Regions from separate parts of the Sus scrofa genome. Here region 2 is linked to region 1. The links are chromatin contacts, called in public HiChIP or PLAC-seq maps. All regions are on one chromosome and are shown on one strand. Each heading gives the region's core, a stretch centred on a gene start, on an enhancer-like site or on the middle of the called end of the contact. The rest is flanking DNA. Distances are from core to core; before and after follow the strand shown.

The links. HiChIP or PLAC-seq counts read pairs in DNA pulled down with a chosen protein or histone mark.
Region 2: a contact with region 1 is called in an H3K27ac HiChIP or PLAC-seq map of skeletal muscle. The contact joins two enhancer-like sites. A contact is called at or near these places in 3 of 47 Hi-C or Micro-C datasets (psoas muscle and skeletal muscle) and 1 of 2 datasets of contacts at active chromatin or transcription factors (skeletal muscle).

What each region holds. Positions count from the first base shown.
Region 1 is chr1:30,243,764-30,249,637 of Sscrofa11.1, reverse strand. No RefSeq gene overlaps it. Among named protein-coding and RNA genes, the nearest start is that of TCF21, 270 kb to the right of the region's middle. Within about 2 kb of position 3,142, at least 10 of the 83 cell types and tissues checked have an H3K27ac peak or open chromatin away from gene starts, as enhancers often do. A contact at or near this core is called in skeletal muscle, where this site is marked.
Region 2 is chr1:30,345,075-30,350,948 of Sscrofa11.1, reverse strand. The region is part of intron 3 of EYA4 (eyes absent homolog 4); the gene reads left to right. Among named protein-coding and RNA genes, the nearest start is that of EYA4, 230 kb to the left of the region's middle. Within about 2 kb of position 3,543, at least 1 of the 83 cell types and tissues checked has an H3K27ac peak or open chromatin away from gene starts, as enhancers often do. A contact at or near this core is called in skeletal muscle, where this site is marked.

The sequences.
Region 1 (5,874 bases), core at 1,893-4,392:
CGGATTCGTCTCTGCTGCACCACGACAGGAACTCCAACAATGGTATTTTTAAAAATTCCCCAGATATTTTAATGTCTGGCCAGTATCAACAACTATTAATAAATGATATCATCTTTTATTATTCCAAGGTTATTGAGAAACCTTTATAAAGTAAAATAAGGGGATTGGAAATTATTGTTTCCAATATTTTTTCCTATTTGAGGATTCTAAGCATTTACACTTGGTTGAAACTTCGAAATGAATGTAATAAAAGGAGTATGTGACTTCTGTTTACATTTAAGAAATAGTTTGGCATCTGGCCTTAAAAACTTACTGATTCATGTATTTAACAAAATCTTGTGAAGCACCTATTATGTGTCAAGCCCTTCGTTAGGCACTGGGCCAAAACAGCAAAGGAAGCAGGGCTGATCCTCAAGAGGTGTTTGGAGTTTGGGGAGGGATAGAGTTCGGAGCACAGACAACTACAATTGCTGGGATAAGGGCTATGAGAGCTGAAGGGCATGGTGTTTAGAATGCAATACTATTTACAGTTGAATGATTTTTGAAGCTGAACCACTTTTCATCCATGTTAAAACTAAAATGGTTTCCAAACCTTACATCACAATATAAACAGTATAGCGGATTCCAAAAAATGCAGGCCTTCTGTTGAGCTGGTGCAAAGACTGCAGATGTGCTCAGACATCTGTTTAGGCATCCACTTAGCAAGCATTCTGTCATCCCGGCGGGACCAGCACCACAGCTGAAACATATATAGCCCCAGACATCAGCTGTAAGGGAACCAAATGGTGCCTTCCCCAAAATTACCCTAGAATTCAAAATATCTAAACAGCTCGACAGGCACAGCCAATAATTTATAGACGAAAACCCACAGCACACAGACATACGTAGCCCCAAGTTCAATAAGGAATGATTCTAAGTTTCAACTGTCTCACTCCAGTGCTGAATTTGGAATCTTCTCCACTGAGCGAAACAATGCATAACATTATAAATACAAGCCAAGTGAAAGGATATGTTAGGTGTTAGCCAAATAATGGTAGATTAATTGGTAAGATACCATAAATCCAAAACACTTGTCAATATAGGAAACCTTTGCTTGTAAAGATAAATAGTAATTTCTACGAGAAGTGTCAAAAATGGAGGTGCTTTTTTATTTTAAGATATTCAGAGTAGTAGTGCAGTGAAATAGACTATCAGGTCATTACTGCATTCGTTTTATATCTATTGAGGGTAATTAAAGAAAAACAAGTTCCCAGAAAAGCCTGAAAGTTCTAAAGCTTTGCTAAGCAGTCTAGTCTTTAAATAGAAACCATTTTAAACTTTCTTAATCAATACAGTTCAGTTAAAGGGCATGGTAACAACCAAACACCGCAAGTGATTTTAAACTTACCTAAGCAATTAACAAGGACTTGCTGCAATGAAGCAACTCTGAAAACCAACCAATCAACGACAGCCTTGCATTTTCAAAGCCAGCCATTGGGCGGTACGCGCGTGTGCGAACACACACACACACACACACACAATCTCTCCAGTGGACATGCTTGTAAGGCTGAAATCAACCCACTCTTGTCCCTGTCACCAACACAAAACTGCTTCCAAGACAGGGGCAACCTTCCCTTGTCTCTGTAAGTAATACCACTCAAGACAAGTTCTTTTCCAAAATCTTTGTTAGATCTTTTTTTGCTCAGTATGACTAGCTGAGCTCTCTCTTACTTAACCAAGTAATAAATTCAGTTTAGTATTTTGCAGATCCAATGTAGGGATCTCCTTCTTTTACCACGTACATATCCATTATTTGAAATTATGACCCTTTAGCTTTATCACTTTGTCCAGATTTTTTACATGATGACCCATTCTGTTAAAATATTTTATTTAAGAAACATTATTTTTTTTTCCTTTTTTTTTTTTTTTTTTTTAATGACCATACCTGCAGCATATGGAAATTCCTGGGATAGGAGTCTCATTGGAGCTGTAGCTGCAGGCCTCCGCCACAACCGCAGCAATGCTGGATCTGAAGAGCATCTGCAACTTACCCTGCAACTCATGGCAATGACAGATCTTTAACCCACTGAACAAAGCCAGGGATGGAACCCGCAACCTCACAGATATTACATTGGGTTCTTAACCCCCTGAGTCACAATGGGAACTCCAAGAAACTTTCTTTATTAAGTATAGATGCAGACTTCTATGTAAAATCAGCCTGCCTTTTACAAGTCTACCTTGACTTGCAGATTGCACGTAATCTGTCCAATGTGCAGTTTGGATTCGCTGTCTTTGTTTATGCCATAACTGTCCACCTCATTCTCCAAACTGCAAGCCTTGGACCTGGTACCAACCCTTCCTTCTCTCCCCCCTTCTCCAGGCTGAGCAACGCTATTTCTGAAATGTTGTTTAAATCTTTGTTCTCACCTCACTCCTTTGGCCCTACCCCTCCAGACTTCATCCTCTTTTTGCCAAGATGATTAACAATAAATTATTACCAAAAGTTGAACCCCACCCTTCTAACGCATCCTCTATGGGCCAGTCCCCAGGGTGACAAAGAACAGAACTAAGTTTGTCTCTCTCTGCTCTTTGAAAGTCTGTTTTAAACGACCCCAGGATCTCTTGAGACCAAGTGGCATCAGTGCTACCAAATTCACCCTCCTCTCTGCCCATTCGGACTCTGGGTTTCACATGGACTCGCTTGCTCTTCCTTAAGCCCTCTGTACTCTCATTGCTCTTGCTAATTAACTTCTCTTCCTAAAACTCCCTTTTGTCTTTTGCACATGGCAAAATCGCTCTCATACTGAAAGCACCCTCTTAGGCTTTGCAATTTATTCTTCTGATAAAGCAGTGTTTTAATGCCTCCTTGGACAGTGCTTTACTCCCCTACTGGAATCAACTTAAGACAACGGCAAAATCTCATTCTCTTTCAATTCTTTTGGTCAGGAAAAAATCATAATACAGAGTAATATTCCAGTAAATGTTAGTTTAAAAAGGATTTCATTGGTATATGGACTAGTTTCTGCAGCAAACTTTAATGTGTTCATAGGACTTGTAGAATTTTCCTACTGAGAACTCTTCATCCTATTAATCCACTTGACCCTGACCTCTTGGCACTGCCTATATTAAGGTCCGTAAGTTTCTATGAGCAAGTGTTAGTCTCTGGTTTCATTTTCGTCTCTGCTGGGCTCTCACTGAGCTATTCTTACGAGAGAATGCCAAGGCATTCCAGAATTAATGTTTGCATGTGTTTCCGGAGGAATGTTTCTTGGACTTTCCTGTCTTCGCTGTCATTTTAAAGGAATGACTTCTTAGATGGCAACAGAACCACATGATTGCATTATGTTTGCCTTGGCAGTTGTTAGCAATGCTTTGGCAGAAAGATTTCCCACCTCCTGGTTAGGGAGATAGGAGTTTAAAGAAATATTTATTGAGTTCTTACTATATGGCAGGTCCTAGGTTAGATGATAAGGATACAAAGACGATTAAAACAAACATTTACCCTTAAAAAGTTGCCCTTTCGTAATGAATGAACCAGATATACAGGCAAATAAGAAAAAAAGATGAGCAAGTGTGTGTGACTGAGAAAGGTGCTATGGAAGCAGAGAAAAGGATTGAGTGAGGAGGGCTTCCTGGGGCAGGGATATTTAAGCATATATGTGAGTGGACAGTCTCTGTATCCACATAGAGGCTGCCTGGAAAACACACACATTGAGGGGTCCTAGAAAATCGATGAAACCTCTGTCACTAAGAAATCTTAGCTCTTTCAGGAGTTCCTTGGCGGTTCAGCAGGTTAAGGATCCCAGGTTGTCACTGCTGTGGCCAGGGTTTGATCCCTGGCCCTGGAATTTCCACATACCACGGGTACAGCCAAAAGAGAGAGAGAGAGAGAGAGAGAGAGAGAGAGAGAGAGAGAGAGAGAGAGAGAGAGAGAAAGCTCTTTGCAGTTAATATTTTTAATGTATTTAACTTATTTACAAAATTTCTGCTGCTGAGTGGACAGATGCTTTATTTGCTGATTGCTTTGCTTTGCCAATTCCGTACTACATTGTACCACCCGACTGTCCTTTTTTGGTCTCTTCAAATGAACAATTATGTAATAGAAGAATACGTGTGTTTACAGAAGCAAATGTCACTAACCATTTTGAAGCCACACTTCTAAGAAGTTCCAGATTCTTAGCCTGGATGAGAGGTGGGGTCCTGACAACAGGCCAGTAAGAATGGTATATTGAATAACACGCAGGGCGTCATGTAAACACACAGATCACGTTCTGGAGCAGTGGCGACCCTTTGAGCTGAGGCTGCTGTTGACAGTGCCTCTGTGTCCACTTGACTTGTACCTGCCCAGCTCCCAGGATCTGTGCAGGGCACTGTCACCCCTCCTGCTGAGCTTGGGTCATTACATCCTCGCCCTACATTTTACAGCTTCGACCCCGTGACAGGGGAGCTGACCCCAGCTTGGTGCCAGGCACCCAGCAAAACGGGGATTAATAAAGCCTGCCCCAGTGAAGCCAAGGGCTCTACAGCTGCTTCTTGCAATTAGACTTGTCATCATTCTCTTAAGAAGCCCCTGTTGATTTTTAAATCCTAATTGGCAGGAGACACCTGTTCCCCAACAGGAAGGACGGGAAGGGGCATTCGCTTGCAGCAGGCACGGGGGGAACTGAGAGGCTGGATGAATGTGTGTAAATACTTTTGTCTCAAATCTGTTTGCTTCCATTTAGAGTTTCTTTTTTCTTTCTTTCTTTTTTCCCAAGAACAGCATGTCTCGAGTCAGGCTAGTCTTTGGGAATAAGTAAGAATTTGGCTCTGAATCATTTTTTGAGCAAGAACTTACCACTGGTCCCTCCCTAAGGCATCTTCCTTACCATCCAGCAGCCCCTTCTTGGCATGAGCACAGTTTCCTGGCTACTTTTTTTTTTTTTCCGCCAGGATCCTGGCTGTCATTCATTCCGGTATTTAGGTATTTAACGGCCTACAAGCTGCATAAACCCTGCAACCTATTTGTGCCTATAAAGAGTATTAAGTATATTTTTAGTGCCTGTCTTCACCAAGCTAGCATTCTAAATAGAGGGAGGCAGTAGAACAGCATGTGATAACACATGTGAGATGTTCTTTTGCAACTAACATATTTGCCAGTGATTATGGGCAGAAAGAAGAAATGGTGAAAGTTCTCGGGACAGTTGTTGGAAGAGGTTTGGACATTTTGATTTTCTTTCAAACTTCATTGCCTTAGAGTTTCTGCTTAGAGCTGATGCTTGCAGTTTTCTAAACGGTAGCAAGTAATGTCTGATAAAAATCATTGTAACCCTTTGTCTTAATTAACACCCCTGGGTGTTTTCAAATGAAGCATTACTGTTATTTGTTAGGCTCTGATCATTAGGGCAAGTCTGCGGGAGAATAAGAATAAAATAACTGCATAGAGATGTGGAGGAGGCTACAAATCTGTGGGAAGGAGAAGCATTGTAATCGTAATTCTCATTTTCACGCAGCAGGCATTTATTGAACACTTAGTACATTCCAAGATCTTTTCTAGCCCTCAGCCGCCTTCTGGATCACCCCAGGTTTCAGCTCAGTTCATAAGCACTGTCCTTTGAACAGAACTTTGCCAATAGCCAGTTAAGCCCTCTCATCAACCTTGCCATGTCCTTGTGGGCTTCAGTGAAATTAGGCAATCCGGGAGGATTTATTGTGTATCCAAGTGAATGCCAGTGGGGTATTCCTTTAAGTGTAACTTAATAAATTCAAAGAAACTGGAGGGGGGTTTGTTCTACTTATTGCATGCCTTGTTTTGTGTTTAGTTTCACAAGACTGTATGTCTTGTTTATGCAGTCATATTGCTATTGCCACTGATGAAAATATAAAGGAAATAAAAGACTCGGATGATCGCCCCTG
Region 2 (5,874 bases), core at 2,294-4,793, 100 kb before region 1:
ACATGCTAGGCACTCATTAAAATAATTATTAAATTATCCTTTTCTTCAAATTTAATGATGAAAAAATATTAGAGATTCTCTGTCAATCAAATTGTAAAATTCTTCATATATTTTTAAATTATCAGTGAATTGATTCTAAACAGCAAAACTGTGTCGCAGAAAACCAGTGATATTGAGGTGCGTGATCAAGCCTTGGTAACTAGGACTAACCAAGTTAGTCAGTTGAAGTTACTGGGACATCAGTTCACACATACAGCAGCTATTAATTGAACACTTATGTATCAGGTGCAAGTCTAGGCATAGCAGTGAACAAAAACTCCCTTCCTCTCATGAACATATGTTCTAGAGGGAGGAAGAATTAACTAATAAATTAATATGTATTTAGTCAGGGGAGATAATTGAAGTAGAATAAAGCAGGATTATAAATGGTATAATTACAGTTTAAATTGGATGGTGGGTAATTATTGGCTGGGGCTGTTGCTGTCTTGTAAGGGCAGCAGGGAAAGGCTCTCTGAAAAGGGGACATCTGAGCAGGTGACAGACAAGGAGGATGGCCAGGGGAGTGGTGTTCCGGGGAAGAGGGAAGGAAATCAAGTGCAGAGGCCCTGCTCTGGGAGCTTGTTGGGAGTGTTGGGAGATGGGCAGGGCAGGGTTGGGGGGAGAGTGTGCTATGGGGTGGAGATGCTCCATGAGTGAGGGAATCACTTGGGAGCCAAGGTCTGAGAAATGGGACATCAGTGTTAACACGTGAGGAGGTGAATGACCTGAGAGGCCGGCCAGATGAGGAATTTGGGAATTACTTTAAGAAGGAGGGGAAGGCATGAGAGGGTTCTGAGCAGAAGACGAACTTGGTTTGAGTTGGCAAACCTCCACTGTAACTACCCTGGGGAGAATAGGCTGTCCTAGGGCAAGAGTGAAATTGAAAGATAAAAACATACGCAACTTTCTTTTTACCTTTTTTTTTTTTTTTTTTTTTGGTCTTTTTAGGGCTGCAACTTTGGCATATGGAAGTTCCCACACTAGGGGTAAAATTGAAGAGATAGCCGCCAGCCTGCAACACAGCCACAACAATGCCAGATTCAAGCCACGTCTGCGACCTACACCATGGCTCCCAGCAACACTGGATCCTTAACCCACTGAGCGAGGCCAGGGATCAAACCCACATCCTCATGGATACGAGTTGGGTTCATTTTTGCTGAGCCAGGATGGGAACTCCCTCTTTTTACCTCTAAGATATACAGAATAAAAATGAAGCTACCCACCTAGGAAGTTTGTCCAAATAATAGGTCTGAGAAATCCACTCTAATAAATAGGTAAGACTGGTTTGTAGTTATTGGCGTGGTAACTATTCATATAGAAATCATCCAGGGGACGATAGTGAGCCATTCTGCGTCTAACCTACTTACATATTTGGTGAACCTTGCTTTGTAGCAGGTAGAATGAGAGGCACACCCTCCCCCTTTAGCATTGACGAATTCCAACAAATTATTGAATTTAGTGCCCTAACAAGTAATGGCATTATGTTATTTTACTGTAGAGGGAGAATTACATTGTAGGTATTTTTGTCAAGCTTTTCGGTACCATTCAATGCTTTTAAGTTCAGAACATCGTGTGTTCCCCTCGAATGTTCATGGTTAGAACACATCTAACTTCATGCAATGTTTAAAAATATTTTGGCAGTGAGACTCATGGGACAATGACCTCAAAGCTTCTCTCATCCTGCATTTTATAGGGTACCAGCAACTTACTTCTGAATTTAGGTGCAGCCACCCATATTTGCCAGGCAGAAGTTACAGAATGATTTCGCTTTGGAAAAGAGAAAAGAAAAGATTGTACACGAGCCTACAAAACACTCTTCAATTTGCTTAATATTTTTTTGCCAAGCTTTTTGTCCCAAGGGCTGACCATGGAGCATTCTTCCACCCCCACTGCCCCACAGCTTTTGCAAACCACCAGTCCTTTCCTAAGGGACCTTAACAGATGAAGCATTGAATTCTCTAGTCACTGTTACCTCCCACCTGGGAAAAAGACAGCCCTGTAATTGAATCCCAGCATATGCAGTGTCATCCCTCCCGCCTGCCCCTCTGGTGCTGCGCAAATTAAAAGATCTCTAAGGCTCAGCCTGCCTTCCAGCTGCCAGCCCCTGGTAGACATGAGGGAGCCAGAAGGGACCAGGTGGGGCAGTTTTGAGTTGCACTGAACACACAGCACAAGGAGGTTGGCCGTAACTTCCCAATGAATATTTATACCAGCCCCATTTCTCATCTTGCTCTTTGGCATGGATCAGAGTGCTGAGCTCCTGCTGATTTCAAGGGCCCCGCATTGTGTTTGGACCTGCTCCGTGAAGTATTACGTCAGATGAGAAATGGGCCCCAGGCTCCCATCCCTAAGACGGCTGGTTGACTTTTTTTTTTTAATGGGGACTATCATGTTATGGGGTCATAAGGATGGGGCAGTGGGGAGTTTCCTAACATCCCCTGGCATGGCTGTTCTGTGACTCACACAGAGCCTCAACCTCAGCTTCCTGTGGAGTGGAAATTTAATTGCTTGTAGTACGAGCTTCACAGAAGTCTGGTTGGTATATTGGTATAGTACTGCATTTTCTTCATCGTTTTCTTAGAGGTTTTATTTTTGTTTGCTAAGGTCAGGCACTTATCACAGGGCTCCCTCCTCACATTTCACATTCTGATCCCCCGTGGCAGGTGCTAACTTCCTTGCGTTCAAAGTGAATGGGTTGAGTAACCTCATAAAGATACAGAATGTCTTGGCATCGAAAGGAAAAGAGTACAGGATGCCTGTCTGTGGAAGACTTGCAGGGTTATTTAGAGAGCCCTGTAAACCTGAGACATTATTTGGAAAACCATCCATACACACACACCCCCATTAACTTTTCCTAGGTAGTAGATCACAGACTTAGATTCATGTTCCTGATCCCCAGTCCAGTGTTATGTGTAGTTTAGCATCAGATTTGCTCAAGGGAAATCATTTTTTTCATTGTTTCTTCATATGACCTTATAAACTTTAGACCAGTGACCTTTTTGTGAACTGTTGATTCTAAAATTACATTCTAAAAGCATCTCAAAAAAAAAAATCGCATGATCTCCTTAGATGACTAAATGTAAGTAATTAGAAAGAGGGCTGTGATCATGAAAATCCAGCATAAGTTCTCTAAGCAAAAGCCATACCAGAGTATCCACAGACTTTTCATGACAGCAATACCGGAAAAAACAAAGGCATGCATTATATTCTTAGTACATACAGGATTAAACAACATGAGTCTCAAAGGATCTTGATATATTTCTGAGGAAAAGGTAAAAAAATAGAGATTGAAAGATAGTACTGCTATTAGCTCAATGACTATTTCCCAGTGATAAAGATCTAGAGCTATAATGCTGGTGCCTTCTTCAAGACCTGTTCTTGACATTGGCCTGTTCCTCATGTTTATTGTGATTTGGCCATGCATGCATGCCAAGAATGTTTCTGGGTGTCATGGCACCAGGAATATACTGAGCAGCAGAGTCAGACTCGAACAGGATGAGCTGAAACTGGACACAGTCCAACAAGATAGCATTTAAGAGGAACACGTGGAAAGCTGTTCCAGATACCAACTGCAAGTGTTGTGGCTGAGAAAAAACAAGGCTCTAAAGCATCACACGGGACAGATCACAGGGGTTTGGTTGGCTAGGTTTCAGCATTTGTTCATACTGTAAAGTGTCTGATAGCAAAGCTAGCGTCCTTTTCAACTATATTGACGGATCAGAGTGACAGTTGTGATATTCTTGCTACATTTTATACCTTTATGGACTCCGAGTTGGGACATTCCTCTTTGATGTTTGAAGGGCAGTTATGGGAAAGAAAATTTAGACTTGACCCATGTCAGTGGGTTAAATTGCTTTTGGGTCCAAAGTTGCAGAAACCATGGAGGAGAAGACTTTCTGATAAAAAGAGTGGGCTGAAAATGAAATGAACTGCTTCTTAATGATTTCCCTGATACTGCAGATTTTCACACAGACAAATCAGACAGGTATTGACAATGTTGCAAAAGTGATTGTGGTAAAAACCAACGTTTATTAAGATGCATTATGTGCCAAATTCTGTGGAATTTGCATGTGTGATCTTATTTAATTTACTCAGTCCCCCACTGGTGGGTATCATTAACTCCATTTTGAACCTTAAGTCCAAAGACTGGTAAGATGGAGTTTAAAACCCAGGTTTCAGTCTGTAGTACAAGCCCTTAACACTGGATTCATAGTCTTGCTCATGAAGTGGTATTTTTGCATTCAAGGACATTGAGTATCCCTTCAGACCCCCAAATCCCATCATTTTCATAGGAAGCCATCGTTACTTTGCATATTATGCCAATGCTTTGCTCTTTTAAACATTCATTTGCTCATTCAACATTCTAGCATTGACTGACCCTCAGTCATTCATCCAGTAGTATGTTTGATCGTTATTGGCAGTTTTTTCCTTAGAAAGAATCTATATATTTCTTGGTATAACTAATCACGTTAGATGTTTTGATCGTGGCATTATGGCTTTATTCTTCTGCTTGCTAGAGAGAATAATTTCCTGCTTCATTAACCAAGGTTTGTAACTGATCTGGCAGAAACTTGAGTCCAGTACTATTCAAATAATGAACTCATTGGGCTTTTTCCCTTCTGTTTTCGAAGTAAAGCAGGGGGAAGCTTTGAAAATCTAAAATTAGAGAAATGCTTCAAAGGTACATTTTTAAAATACTTACTCACATTTCTTGGGTGGGGAGAGCATGTTTTGTGGGGATATCTGTTAGAGTCATTGTGAGGAGAGGGCCAGAGCTGCAGGTCTCAAGTCTGGAGCTGTAAGGAAGCCCTGGAAAGGAAGGACCGCAAAAGTGTCCAGAGAACAGCGTGTCCATGGCTTTATTTGCTGTTACTCCAGGGCCTGAGGTCACTCTGGCAGACGGGTCACTTACACTGCAAGCATCCAGACTGGCTTGGGGACAGGCATGAGGTCACCGGCAGATGGTAAGAACAGCTCCCATTATTCACGGCCCACTTCCCTGATCCTTGTTATTAGAGGTCTTCTTCCTTCAGTATTTCCTTTTCTCTGCAGCAGAACCCAGCTCGGACCTTGTCTGCTGAAATGGGCTAGTGAGGGCCTGTCTACCCAATCAATGACATAGACACTGTGCAACAGAGAGCATCCGCATCTCCCAGCCTAACTGCCAGGAGAGAACACTGGCTTAGAGCTGCAGCAGGGACAAGGGCTCCTTGGCTCCTAATCTGAAATATGTTGGCTTAAAGTGGACCTGTGTGCTTTTTTTCTGGAAAATGGGAATTGATACCCAGTAGGGACATGCCCATGACTTTCATCTACTCTTTGTCGACCAAATCACTTTATTATATTTTTTCTTGCACAGTGGTTTTCTATATCCACACAGAACATCTTCTTCCCTACTCTCTCATGTACACACACACACACACACACACACACACACTCATTTGGAGACCTAACACTGCACATGCAACCGTGAAACCTTCCACACACATAGACATCAGAGAGCTAATCCCCCTCACTCTCCACCTTGCTCTCTTGCCAGCCTCCAGGCTCTCAGAAGATACTTCACCGATTCCTAGAAATGCCCCTAGATGCTCAAGCAGTATTTGCTAATCTAGAGAACACATGACTCCAAGTAACTCAAATCACTTTCATCAGCATTTGTCCTATGCCTATTTTATTATTCATCCTTAGCACTCACTAAGTACTCTGCACAGTTTTAAGTGTAGAGGGCAAAACAATGAATGAAACAAAATAATCCTGCCCTAGTTCAGCCTCCACTCAAATTATTTAAGTGGAAGCTGGTTTTGTTCTTCTTATTTTCCAGCTAAGGAGAAT